Regions from separate parts of the Mus musculus genome. Here regions 1 and 2 are each linked to region 3. The links are chromatin contacts, called in public HiChIP or PLAC-seq and capture Hi-C maps. All regions are on one chromosome and are shown on one strand. The core of a region is the stretch at or near the end of the contact, and the rest is flanking DNA. Distances in the headings are between cores, read along the strand shown.

Region 1 (3,775 bases), core at 982-3,481, 870 kb before region 3:
TGTTAGTCTGGAAGCAAAGCTCTACTCTTATGGCTAGCATCTCTCCCTAGCACCTCAAACACACTGTCCACGTACAGAGGCCATTATAGGTTTCATAGGACTTTGTTACAACAATGAGGTCACTGTTGAAAGCTATAAAGACAAGAATATGTTTAAAAAAAAAAACCACCTTGCCAAAGTAATGAGCTAACTACATTGGAAACAAACAAACAAAAGGCAAAAGGGCAGGTTTGATATGGGGTGGAGGTAATGGGCTAAATTTCCATATCGTCAACAAAAGTAAGAAATGTAGAAAAAAAGTTGTGTTAGAGGAAGGAGAGAAAATAGCTTCATGGAGGCAGAGTAGACAATTTTGAGTGCCGCAGGCAGGCCCAGCGCCTTCTCACACTGAGCATGATGAGGCTATGTGATTTGACAAACATCCATGAGTTCCATCTAGGGGAAATGGGGAGCTTTTCACCTGAATGTTCCAAGGCTACAAACATGAAGCTAAAATACTTTGTGCAACTAATTCAGATGGATAGCCAACAGATCAACAAGGACGTCTGCGAAGTAAACAGTACTATCCACTTGCTCCTCATCAGTTCTGCACCTTGAATTAAACCAGCCATTTATCCCATGGCGAAAGGACTCTAGAAGAACGATGATAGCATTCTTAGATACTCTGTTCTTAAACACAGACTAAGGCCCTCTCTTAAAGGTCCCTACTTCTTCTGAGTTGAAATGGGAGTTGACAAATGGAAACTCAAATTGTGACTTTCTGATTGTGTATGCATGCAGGTATTACCTGTGGCCAGAGTCTTGCTAGATAACCCATATTAACTTTGAACTCCATACCCTCCTGCCCCAGCCTTCTGGGCGGTGTCACTACACGGGGCTATTGCCAGATTATTTTTCAAGTATTCTAGAAAATCTTAGGACCCATCCTTTCCTTGATTGACTTACTATACCCTTCCTGCCATCCTTTGGTAAAATGACTCAGCTCAGCTTTTAGTCATTTAGTTTTTGTGTGTTTGCTTTTTGCTTTCAAGACAAAATTTTCCTGTTTAGCCCTGGCTGTCCTAGACCTCCCTCTGCAGACCAGGCTGGCCTATAACTCACAGAGATCTATCTGCTTCTGCCTCCTGGGTGCTGGGATTAAAGGTGTGCTCCACCATCCGGCTTGTCATTTAGGCTCTCACATATGTAATTCATGAAGTTTATTTTTTATCTCTCAATTACTTCTCTTAAAAAGAAGCCTGGGCAGAGGCCAACAGTGGAGAAAAGGGATGTCACCAGGCCAGGATCTAGGAATGATCAGCTCTGCATGGTTTTTAGGGCAAAAGTGCTAAGATCTTTAAGGAGCCTGGATACCAGAAGAGCAGCCAAATGTTTTTCTTAAACAGGCCACAGCCAGAGTCCTGACTGCATAGAGTTGTGGTTCTCAACCTTCCTAATGCTGCGACCCTTCATGTTGTGGTGACTCCTAACCATTATTTTCATTGCTACTTTATAATTTTGTTACTGTTTATCAACTGTAATGTTGATAAATATCTGTGTTTTCTGATGGTCTTAGGCCACTTCTGCGAGAAGACCATTTGATCCACAAGGGGTCGTGACAGACAGGTTGAGAAACACTGAGCTAGAGAACCTGGGAGGTGAAAAAGTTGGTAGATGGACAGAGCACTGGCCACGCATGCAGGGGGCTTTAAGGTAGATTAGCGCACAACAGAAACAAAGCAAAACAACAAACTCGGGTTGGTATACACCTGAAGAGTAGGAAGAAGAATCGCGGTGAGTTGTCTAGGTGAGTCCCAGGCTAGGCTGAGTGTCAGAGTATGCTCGCCTCCCCCAGCCTCACCTTATGGAAGACCATCTATTAGAAGAAGAAGCGGGGGTGGGGTGGGGTGGGGTGGGGTGGGGGAAGCCGACGTAAAGAGAGCATATCACAAAGTTCACTTCTAAAGAAAAGGCCGCTCGCACTGCGCGCCCAGGGCAGCAAGCGTGTGAGGGCAGCATGCGTCTGCAGGATCGCGACTCTACCAAGCGGCGGCGGGTCGGCCATCGGCTCCGAGCTACTACAGCCCGACAGGGTCCTCTCCTCCAGTCCTGGGGTCTGAGTAGAGCCCCCGTTGTTGCTGCGGTGGCAGGAAGTCTCGGTGAACTACAAATCGAGGCATGCTGGGAACATTCCCTGCTCCTCCCAGGAAATGTCCTTTGTCCAGCCCCACAGGAAGCCCCAGCGAGGAGGTAGTGGGCAGCCAGCCCGAGTGCCAGCCCGCGGTTGCATAGCCTCAGCACCGGGCGCCAGGCTTGGGCAGTGCGCTCAGAGCTGCCCGGCGCATCACAGGTAGGAGCGCTGCTGCGGCTGGGCGCGCCGGCTTCGCGGATAGGGAGCTGGGAACCTGAGCTGATCATCTAGGGGCTGGGATGTGTGCTGTGGCTGAGCTGCCGCGCGAAGCTGTCCTTCGCACACTGGACTGTGGTCCGCCACCCCGTGGGCTCAGGAACCAAGGACAGAAGGGGACCCTTCGTGTCCTATAGCTGGGTTGAGCTCCCTTTGGTCTCTGTGGCGAGGGGAGGGGAGGAGGAGGCTGAGACTGCGCTGCCAGAGCAAGTCGGACCGTCCCACAGACCACCGAAGGGGGCATCAGAGACCCTGGGAGACCAAGCCCAGGGAGGAGCTTGCAAGACAAGCAGAAGGTGAAAGGCTTTGTGTGCATCGGTGCATCAGCTTAGATCGTGCTCCCTTTGCCTACTAAGTCAGTGCCCCCAGCCCCACTGTGAGGAAGGGGATGAAGGCGGGGACTTTGCGAAGGTCAGCAGGTTCATTTTGGCCCTTGTGAAACGTGTCTGTTACCTGCTCCTCCCATCTGTCTGACCGATTCGGATTGCCACCTGGGGGCTGCGATCGGACTGGGAGAAAGGTACAATGAGGACCTGCGAAAGGAAGGCTGAGCTAGCCAGCCGCGCGTGGCTCAGGAGGGGTCGTTGTCTGGTTTTGCTAGAATCCCCAACCACAAATATCCACGTTGGCTGATCATGGGCAGGTGGTGGACAGAGCTGGAGCCTGCGGCCAGAGAGCTTATTGAGGCTCAGGTGGCCTGGGGTGAGGCATATGTTAGCATGAGGGATGGTGAAGAGGAACAGTGAGACAGAGACCCTGGATGTACCTTACAGCCAGAGCACACAATAGCAGGTCTCTAGAACGGGACTTTAAGACTTCCTCTGGGACTTCCTCTGATTTAACCTTTATTTTCTTAACCACGCCCCCATCCCCCCCCCGCAGTGAATCAGCCACCCCCCACATGAGTATGAGGCATAATTTAATTTAGTGCTGTAATCCTGCCTGTTGAGTCAGGCTCCGTTGGCTGTCAGCATTCCCATATAGTGGGTCTCTTCCCAAGAGACCGTTGTGGTAAATGTGGCAATAGCTAGCGAGTTGGTGGTCTTTGTGAGCTGCTATGGACAAATGGGCAAGTTTAAACACAACCGGAGTGTGACTCCCATAAGGGAATTAATTCACCTGCCTCTGATGCCTTTCTGATCTTCTATGTGTATACAAGTGTGCATCCCTTCTCTTAAGGAAACATATGGTGATTACTTAATGTATAATGTACTTTAAAACCAAAGGAATTCCTCTTGAGTAGTAGGCGGATTATTTCAGGTGCACGGGGGGGAAAAGGATGCTTTGGACCCTGGATTAATGGCTTGTAGGGGGTGGAAGGCTTTTCACTGGCACTGTTAGATAAGACATGTGAACTAAGTTGGAATGAACTAACTGGAATTGTACAGG
Region 2 (3,732 bases), core at 676-3,175, 710 kb after region 3:
GTTCCATCAGTCTTTCAATAGTTACAGCCCTTGTTATCTTGCTATCACATACACTGTCGTGAAAAAGGTGGGGGAGGGGGCAGACGAAAATACCCATGCCAAAAGGATATACATTCCTCAATATATGTCGCATATTGACCTTAACTTCAGGGCAAATGATCTTTAGAGTCCTGAAAGCTGGAAGCTTGATTCTTTTTCCTTAATTACCACACATAAGGCAGGGAAAGGAAGCCTTTCCAAAGTGTTCTGTAAGAAAGAACTCTCTTAAGCCATCTCTTAATCCCAACCCCCTTTTCAGTTTTTAATTCCTTAAAAGGAATCCTTCACACAAAGGTCCTCTGAGGACTCTTCATCTGAAGCCAAACCTGGCTTCTGACTTTGCGAGTAACGATGTGAAAGCAAGAAACCGCTGGTGGAAACTCACGTGTACAGACCTTCCTTTGCTGCTTCGACAGGGGTTGGCCCATGTGCCACAAGCAAAGGTTCAGTCTCAAGTTTTAAATTGGCACAGACTTGTTATCTTTAATTTTGTTAATTATTCTAAGGTCATTCCAAACAGCCATGTCTGGAATCACATCACTTCAGAGAAGGCCTAGAAGGAAGGTGTTCCCATCGCTGAGGCTGCCACTGGTGTGCAGAGCTGTCTGTGGGCACCTGTAGCACTGAGTGGTTTCCTCATGGACCATTAGCGCCAGCCTAGAGGAGGCATTCCACGGGCCTGCATCACCTTCTACTCTACCCGCTTTGCATCCACAGATCATGGAGTCAGTGTCCCATCACCCATCTCTCCACATCAAAAGTAGGACATCACTAAAACTTTGATGCCATGCCAGGTTTTTATTGAGCCCCAGAACTCTAGAGTTTTCAGATTCGCAAACTAACTTTTACAGCCTGTAAAACTTTCTCTCTGCAAACTTTTGGTTGTGCTTCTAGTACATTTGAACCCAGTGAGAGTCCATGGACTCCTGGAATCAAGAGGCTACAAAGCATGAGCTGCTACATCCAATCCATTACCGTAACACTAGGCAGATTTCACCCAAACCTCTCTGGGCGCAGGTGAGAATCCTGTCTTCACAGATCACCAGGGAAAAGACTATACTGCCAACCTAGGTAGCCCAGTCCATCACCAGCTCCTTTCAACACTGACATGATCTTTGTACTCCATAGGAATGAATGTTTCATACCAGGCTGCTATGAGCTTTAGAACCCCAAATTTGAATATTTGGTACCAAACGTCACAAAGCAGCTTGATTGTTAGCACATTATTCAGCCACTATTGAAAAATGGCATTTCAAACCAAATATTGACACCCACACCTTGGGCTGGATCCACCTTCATTTCCTAATAAGTTCCTGGGTAGCAATCTCCTTAGGATCCCAGGACATCCTGCATCTGATCATTGATAAATGGAGAGTCCATTTTCTTGGTCCTTAAAATCACAGCTATCATTCCCTTTCCATATTGTGTGCCAGCAGGACAGAGCCTGCCATGAGAGGTAAGCACTGTGCCCCTGGGGAGTACTCCTCTCCCTCCCCCCACCTCTGTCTCTCACACACATGCACACACACAAACACAGACACAGACATGCTCACACGTGCATAAACACACACACACATGCACACAGCTTTTGGTTTCTGGTTTGCTGCTTTGTTGTTTGGAAAGGAAAGCTTTAAAGACATCCTCTCCCTGGGTTTCTCATTGTGCAATGCAGAGCAGGGACCTCTATAGTCTCTACAAGGTCCAATTACATTGTTGGCACTTGAAGATCCACAGGGCCTTCTCCAGCTCAAAGCAAAATATGCACCTCCCTTTCTTTAAACGATTTCCCTTGGCAAAGGGGAAAGTCAAAGAGACTGGACTAGTCATGGAAACCCTGACCCAGGAACTAATGTGAGCTTCAGACAAGACACAGCCCCAGAGAAGCAGTGCACACGGTCATTGTCTGAGATCGAGGGCCTGAAATTGACACCATATGTACCCAAGGAGCGATTGCTCCAAGGGGTGGGGAGAGAAAAGCCATATGTCAGAACATTGTGGCAACACCTAATTCATCCTGAGGTTATAAATAAATATGATGCTCCTTTTTTTTAAAAAAGCAAAGGTTGAAAAATCTTTAACTAGATTGCTTCTGTGACCATCCTTCAGGCAGAAGTGGACTTTATTAGAGAGATAACAGGAATAAAGAGAAACATGTAACAACTTTTATGGTATATTTTACATGATTTTTTTTTGCAGTAAATAAAGTGGTTATAGGGCTCCAAGGAAAAGAGCCCAGATGTTAGAGAGTTGTGTGAAATTTAGGGGAAACAAGCTGTAAAAAACACAGCCATAAAATAGGCTGTCAGTGCCACACATCTGGACAATACAGCTGTATGTTCCTAGTGCCTGTCGTCACCCAAAGAAAACTCAATAACCTTATTTCACCCCAATTAGTCCACATACCAACAGGATCAACATTAAGCAGCCAGGGATGGGGGCGGGGGGATGCAGTGCAGCATTTATATGGTGGCCCTGTGTCAAGCAGTTTTATCTTTCACCTGAATTTGGTCACCATGAAAAAAGGGACTGCCAACATAGTCATTTTCACTATTATAAAACTCGATTCAATTCTAACATCCTAATAAGTCAAAGACTGACAGTTTGGACTGCCAGCTACTCCAAACAACATCAGACTCTCTATAGCACGAAAGCTACCTGTCATGAAGCAGACTGTGTCCACTAAGTACAGTCCTGGGAGTCTGACACCACTGTACAAAGTGTTCACCACCTTGCTGAAGACGGAGCTGGTAATGAAATGACCCAGCCTTGATGGTCCTGGACACATTTCCCATCTACGAGTTTGTCTGGTAACAGCCTGTCTTTCCATTAAGACAAATATCACAAAGCATCAAGCATCCTGTCATCCTCTTATCACTGAGAGACCTGATCAAAGATTATACAGTGTTGTCTTTCCTAATAACTGTTTCTTTCTAGGTGTTCCTGGCAGCAAAGATAATCATGGAGAGTGGAGAGAAACTAACCTTACCATTGATAGGGAAACTCTTGAAGTGTCAACTTCTCCATATTAAATCCAAGGACCAGCAGAGACGAGAAAATGAAAAGAAGGTACCATATGGAACATGGGTTCCCCAGAGCTCAGAAGCTAGTGGGTGGGACAGTTAAAGATCCCCCCCCACACACACACACACTTCCTAAGCCTCTATAGTGTGTGTTGTGGCAAGCCTGAAAGTCTCCTCTACTCCTTAGGGAAGCAGCTGCTCACTCATGGGTGTATTGGATGAGTTGTTATAATACATATTATGTCCCCTTGTTTGTGAAAATGGCAATGTCCAGAACATGTAATCAAGGTGGTTTTATGGTAGAATCTTTAATATTGTAACAAGAATGGGGCCCATATCACAAGTAAATATCAAAACAAGGGGAAAAGAATTGCCAAATTGGGATATATTTAAATTGTCTGTGATATAGACTAGGAGTGTTTATTAGCCTGTCAAGCACCCTGCCCTTTCAGAGCAAAGTGACAGCTTCAGCAACAACCAGTCACTCCTGCTGCCAGATCCTCTCTCTGATCTTTTTCTTCCCACATAGGGAAACTTTTTATTTACTCTGCCTATAGAAATCAGTGTGCTTTTAAAAATTTACATTTGCTTCTGAAAAAAAAATACTTTAAACATGCAGAATGATGCCCAATTCAGAGCCATTTGTTATGATCACTACTAGGAATGAGAAAGG
Region 3 (3,929 bases), core at 547-3,046:
GGAGCCGCTCATAGGCTCTGTACTCCATCTAACTTAATTACTCAGACCTTGCTTAGCGCCTGGCTAGACTTATTGCTGGGCCTCCCGGTTGGTGCTAAGTTTTCCTCCTTTCCCAGCTTCATAGCCTCAGGATAGAATTATTTTGACCAGGAACTTTGGAATGGGGAAATGAGGCTTTTAGGCCTCTGCTCTGAAATAGGAGATTTTTTATTCTTTCTTTCCCTCTTTCTTCCTTCCCTCCGTTCTCTTTTTGGCCTCCGTATAAGTCTGCGATCTGAGGCCTTATGCCATTTATCCATGAGGATAAATAACTTGGTGAGCGGTTGGATAACAAAAATGGTGGGGGATGTTGTTTTAAGTTCCTAGGTTATCTGTGGTGAATGAACGGTCCTGAAAGCTTTAAAAGTGAGGCGTGGGAGCAAAGGGAGATCATTAGTAAGAGATGAGAGCCAAGTTCTGGAGATGAGGGGATTTGAAGAAATTTTGAAAAAGTTCCTTCCCAGCTATCAGAAGTCTTATCTATCTCCCCCCCACCCCCAACCCCGGCACCCGCTGTGGGTTCTTTGGAATAAGAGCCCGGGATAGGCGAAGCGCAGCTCAGAGTCTGCTGCGCTATGAAAGTTACTATTTGTGTGGTGCAGGGGCCCAGTCTAGCAGGGTAAGTTTGCAGACCCCGAGGCAAGCTAAGCGGCCCATGCAGGTCTCTTAACTCTCAGCGTGTCTGTCTCCTCCCTCCATCAGGTAGAACAAGGAGCGTGAAGTCCTGAAATGTTCAGTTATAAGGCCGAATGGCAGCAGGAAAATTTTTTGTTGTTGTTGTTTCGTTTTGCCTTAACCGGACCCGCTTAGAAAGTCATTGATCTGGAACACAGTAGAAACCTGCGTAGAGAAATTTGGGCAGATCTCAAAGCCCCTGGGGGCATGGGTGATATGATCAGAAATATCTTCTGCCTTTTTTTTTTTTTTTTTTTTTTTTTTTTTGAGGAGAGGGACAGGTTAGCATTTTGTCACAGCATCAGCTTCCCAGATCTGCATCTGAACTGAGTATGATAGCTAGCTCTATTAGATCCTGAGAGTTTGGAAGGAAACTGTATGGATTCGTATTTGGACTTGTAGAGTCTATAAGGGCGAAGATCAGATTTTGACTTTGAGCTGTCCCGACTGCCCTCCTCCTACAGAGAAACAAGTCGGGTGCCGGGAAGCCAGGGGTTAAAGTTGGCAGAGAAGCATCCTGGGGATGGCCAGCGCACAGCCTTGGCCCGAGCCTCAGTCTCTCCCTTCTCCCCATTGGCCCGAGCTCTCGGGCTTTCTCTTGTTCCTTTCTTGCCATTGGCTGGGGGCTGGCTTTCCTCCCCTCTGCCTTTTTCTGCTCCCCCTCCCTTTTCCCTCACCCCTCGGACAGGAGCTCACTGCCTACCCCCTGTTCCTCGGGAAGGGAGGAATTCAGGGGGGAAAAGTTTCCCAGAAGTTTGGATCAGGGAAGGACGGGAAGAACGAGTGGGGAAGGGGGAGAGGGAGGAGAAAAAGGAAGAGGGAGTGAATTTAAAAAAAAAAAAAAAAAAGAAAGAAAGAAAAGAAAAAAAAAAAAGAAAAGATGAAGTTCAGTCAGCAGAGTTTGTGAGCGCCTGCCCGGGTGGGTGGGGAGCTGGACTCAGTGCTCCATGCAACGGGCGGGCGGCGTTCCCCGCGCTAGTTCCTAGAGGCTGGGGCAGCTGGGGGCACCGGTCTGATCCGGCGGTCGAGGGCGGGGGAGGACACGGAGGGAGGGCGCAGATCACCCGCGGAGCCGCCGCCCCAGTTTCGGCCGCGGCGCCGCCGCCTCTCCAGGGCCGGGTCGGCGGGCGCTCGGAGCGTGCGGCCGCGGGGCTGCCAGCTCAGTAGCGCGGGCTAGAGGAGACCCGGGTGCGGGCGGCTAAAATGAGTGAACGGAGAAGATCTGCAGTCGCCCTGAGCTCCCGAGCACATGCCTTCTCCGTTGAAGCCTTGATCGGCTCAAATAAAAAGCGGAAACTGCGAGACTGGGAGGAGAAGGGGCTGGACTTGTCCATGGAGGCGCTGAGTCCCGCAGGCCCACTCGGAGACACAGACGACCCGGCGACACACGGCCTGGAGCCCCACCCGGGTGAGTGTGTCGGATCGGACGACGGGAGGCGGGTGGAGAAGGAACACCAGCCGGTATCCCCGCGAGTGGAGGGAGGCCCTGCCTGCTGACTCCCTGCCTCACTCCGACGGGGGTTCCTTTTTCTTGGCATAAATACCTTGAGCCTCCCTAAATTCGCCGGAACCAATTTGGGGGCCTGGCCCGAGCCTTGCATTTTAATCGCCAATTTCAAGGCCTACTTGCGTCCATCCCCCTTCTCTTGTGTCAGAGACTGAGGGCTGCGGGTCCCTGGGTTTGAAAGAGCTCAGTCAAAGACACTGGAGAAAGAGCCCAGTGGATCTGAGACTTGCTTCCGTGCTTCTGAGAGCCCCCGAGTGCTGCCAGACGAAGCCTATAAGGCAGCCATGGGAAATGTTCCGGTTTTCTCTTTTAGTTTCTCTCTCAACTAAGTTTTAGATGGTGGAGTATAATTATTTCTATTTCACTGGGGACATAGTAGATAGACACTGTATCCTGAGACCCAGGTCTTTAATCCGTGCCCACATCTCAGTATTTGGGTGGGTGCACGTTTCAACTAATTTTCTTAGATCTCTCCATATTGTACATAATTAATATGCACAAAACACTTAAAACTCAAGGCGGATGTCAATGTGTGTATTTTAACAGAACCCTAAGAGGGAGAAAACAGCTTCACATTTTGTATTTAGTGCCAAGATTTCAACAGTGCAAAACAGCCCGGGGGAACAGCTGTTGTCAAAATCCTGTAAGCACGCTCACAAACACTACACTCATAACTCGGTTTAGCGGCTTCAGAATATTTTCAACAACTAGTATTTTCAGCCCAGATTTCTAAGGCCCTGCAGAAGGTGTCCCTGCGGACCAGCTAGGATCCAGGACTAGACTCCTTGTCCTACACGGCTTGGGGGTGGGGGGGAAGAGTCAGGCAGCCGCCCACACAGGAATGGGAGCAGCAGTAGGCTCGGGAGCTTGAGGATCCTGGCCTGAAAGCTAGCCAAAGCCCGAAGAGGGACAGCTGTCGCTTACATTTTCTCTTTCAGCAGTGACAGTTCAGTTTCCACGCTCCCGAGGCTAATAATAACTCGATTAGCCAGAGACCTGCAGAGACAGAGTTTCATGAATTCTCCGTGTTCTTGCGGCCCGTTACGGAATTTGGGTTTAGTGCTGGGGAATTATTTTTATTAGTCGATGAAAAGAAAATTAAAAGGAGATTTATTTCATCCATCCACGACTTTCTCTCTTTGGGAGCAAGGGCAGGTCCACTCGGTCTGCTGTGTGGGCAATCCAGGAAGGAACCGAAGATAGCTAATATGTGTCCTCTATTCTGCCATCCCGTCACCCAATTTATCTGTTGTCAGGATTTCAGTAAGGGTCTGTACAGTTATTGGAATGACTTATGGCAACTTTCGATTTGGGAATCTCTTGTTATTTTATCTTCCTGACAGTGGATAAGGGAGAAATTATTCGATTTAGGAAGACTGATGTCAAGGGTGCTTTTCTCTGGGGGAAGAGTCTGGGTTGCTGGGAGTGTGTCTGGTGTGTCTAAGCTCAAAAGGGCCGGCATGTGGGGGTCTCTGAAACCATTGGTATAGTTCAAAGCTCTCTCCTTCCGTCTTTCTCACCCATAAGTGAGGGAAGCAAAGAGAGGAATTGGAAAAGAGAATATTCCAGTCACGTGAATGTGGAGAGCTAGTCTCCAGAATTTTGTTTAGTAGCTCTAGTCTTGGCCTGACAAAGATTCGATGGAATATAGAGCTAACCCTTAGTGACACACTTCAGCCGCTCTGTTCCATTATTTGATTGCCTGTTT

Evidence for each region. HiChIP or PLAC-seq counts read pairs in DNA pulled down with a chosen protein or histone mark. Capture Hi-C pulls out chosen DNA fragments and counts their contacts.
Region 1: a capture Hi-C map of embryonic stem cells shows a contact between it and region 3, with 3 times the contacts expected there. The contact joins the promoter of Zfp697 here to the promoter of Tbx15 in region 3. A contact is called at or near these places in 1 of 39 promoter capture datasets (embryonic stem cells), 1 of 115 datasets of contacts at active chromatin or transcription factors (embryonic stem cells) and 1 of 9 other capture datasets (embryonic stem cells).
Region 2: an H3K4me3 HiChIP or PLAC-seq map of embryonic limb bud shows a contact between it and region 3, with 5 times the contacts expected there. The contact joins the enhancer-like site here to the promoter of Tbx15 in region 3. A contact is called at or near these places in 1 of 39 promoter capture datasets (neural stem cells), 9 of 115 datasets of contacts at active chromatin or transcription factors (craniofacial prominence, embryonic forebrain, embryonic hindbrain and 5 more) and 1 of 9 other capture datasets (embryonic tail).

The regions. Positions count from the first base shown.
Region 1 is chr3:98,380,250-98,384,024 of GRCm38.p6, forward strand. It overlaps Zfp697 (zinc finger protein 697), which reads left to right and starts at 2,232. Exons shown (of 3, transcript NM_172863.4): 1 at 2,232-2,329. It overlaps Gm52610 (a long non-coding RNA gene), which reads right to left and starts at 245. Exons shown (of 3, transcript XR_003954528.1): 1 at 1-245.
Region 2 is chr3:99,964,121-99,967,852 of GRCm38.p6, forward strand. Spag17 (sperm associated antigen 17) reads left to right here. Exons shown (of 49, transcript NM_028892.4): 4 at 2,974-3,105. Among named protein-coding and RNA genes, the nearest start is that of Spag17, 81 kb to the left of the region's middle. Within about 2 kb of position 1,926, at least 11 of the 459 cell types and tissues checked have an H3K27ac peak or open chromatin away from gene starts, as enhancers often do. A contact at or near this core is called in craniofacial prominence and embryonic limb bud, where this site is marked.
Region 3 is chr3:99,251,964-99,255,892 of GRCm38.p6, forward strand. Tbx15 (T-box 15) reads left to right here and starts at 1,797. Exons shown (of 8, transcript NM_009323.2): 1 at 1,797-2,122. The coding sequence starts at 1,918.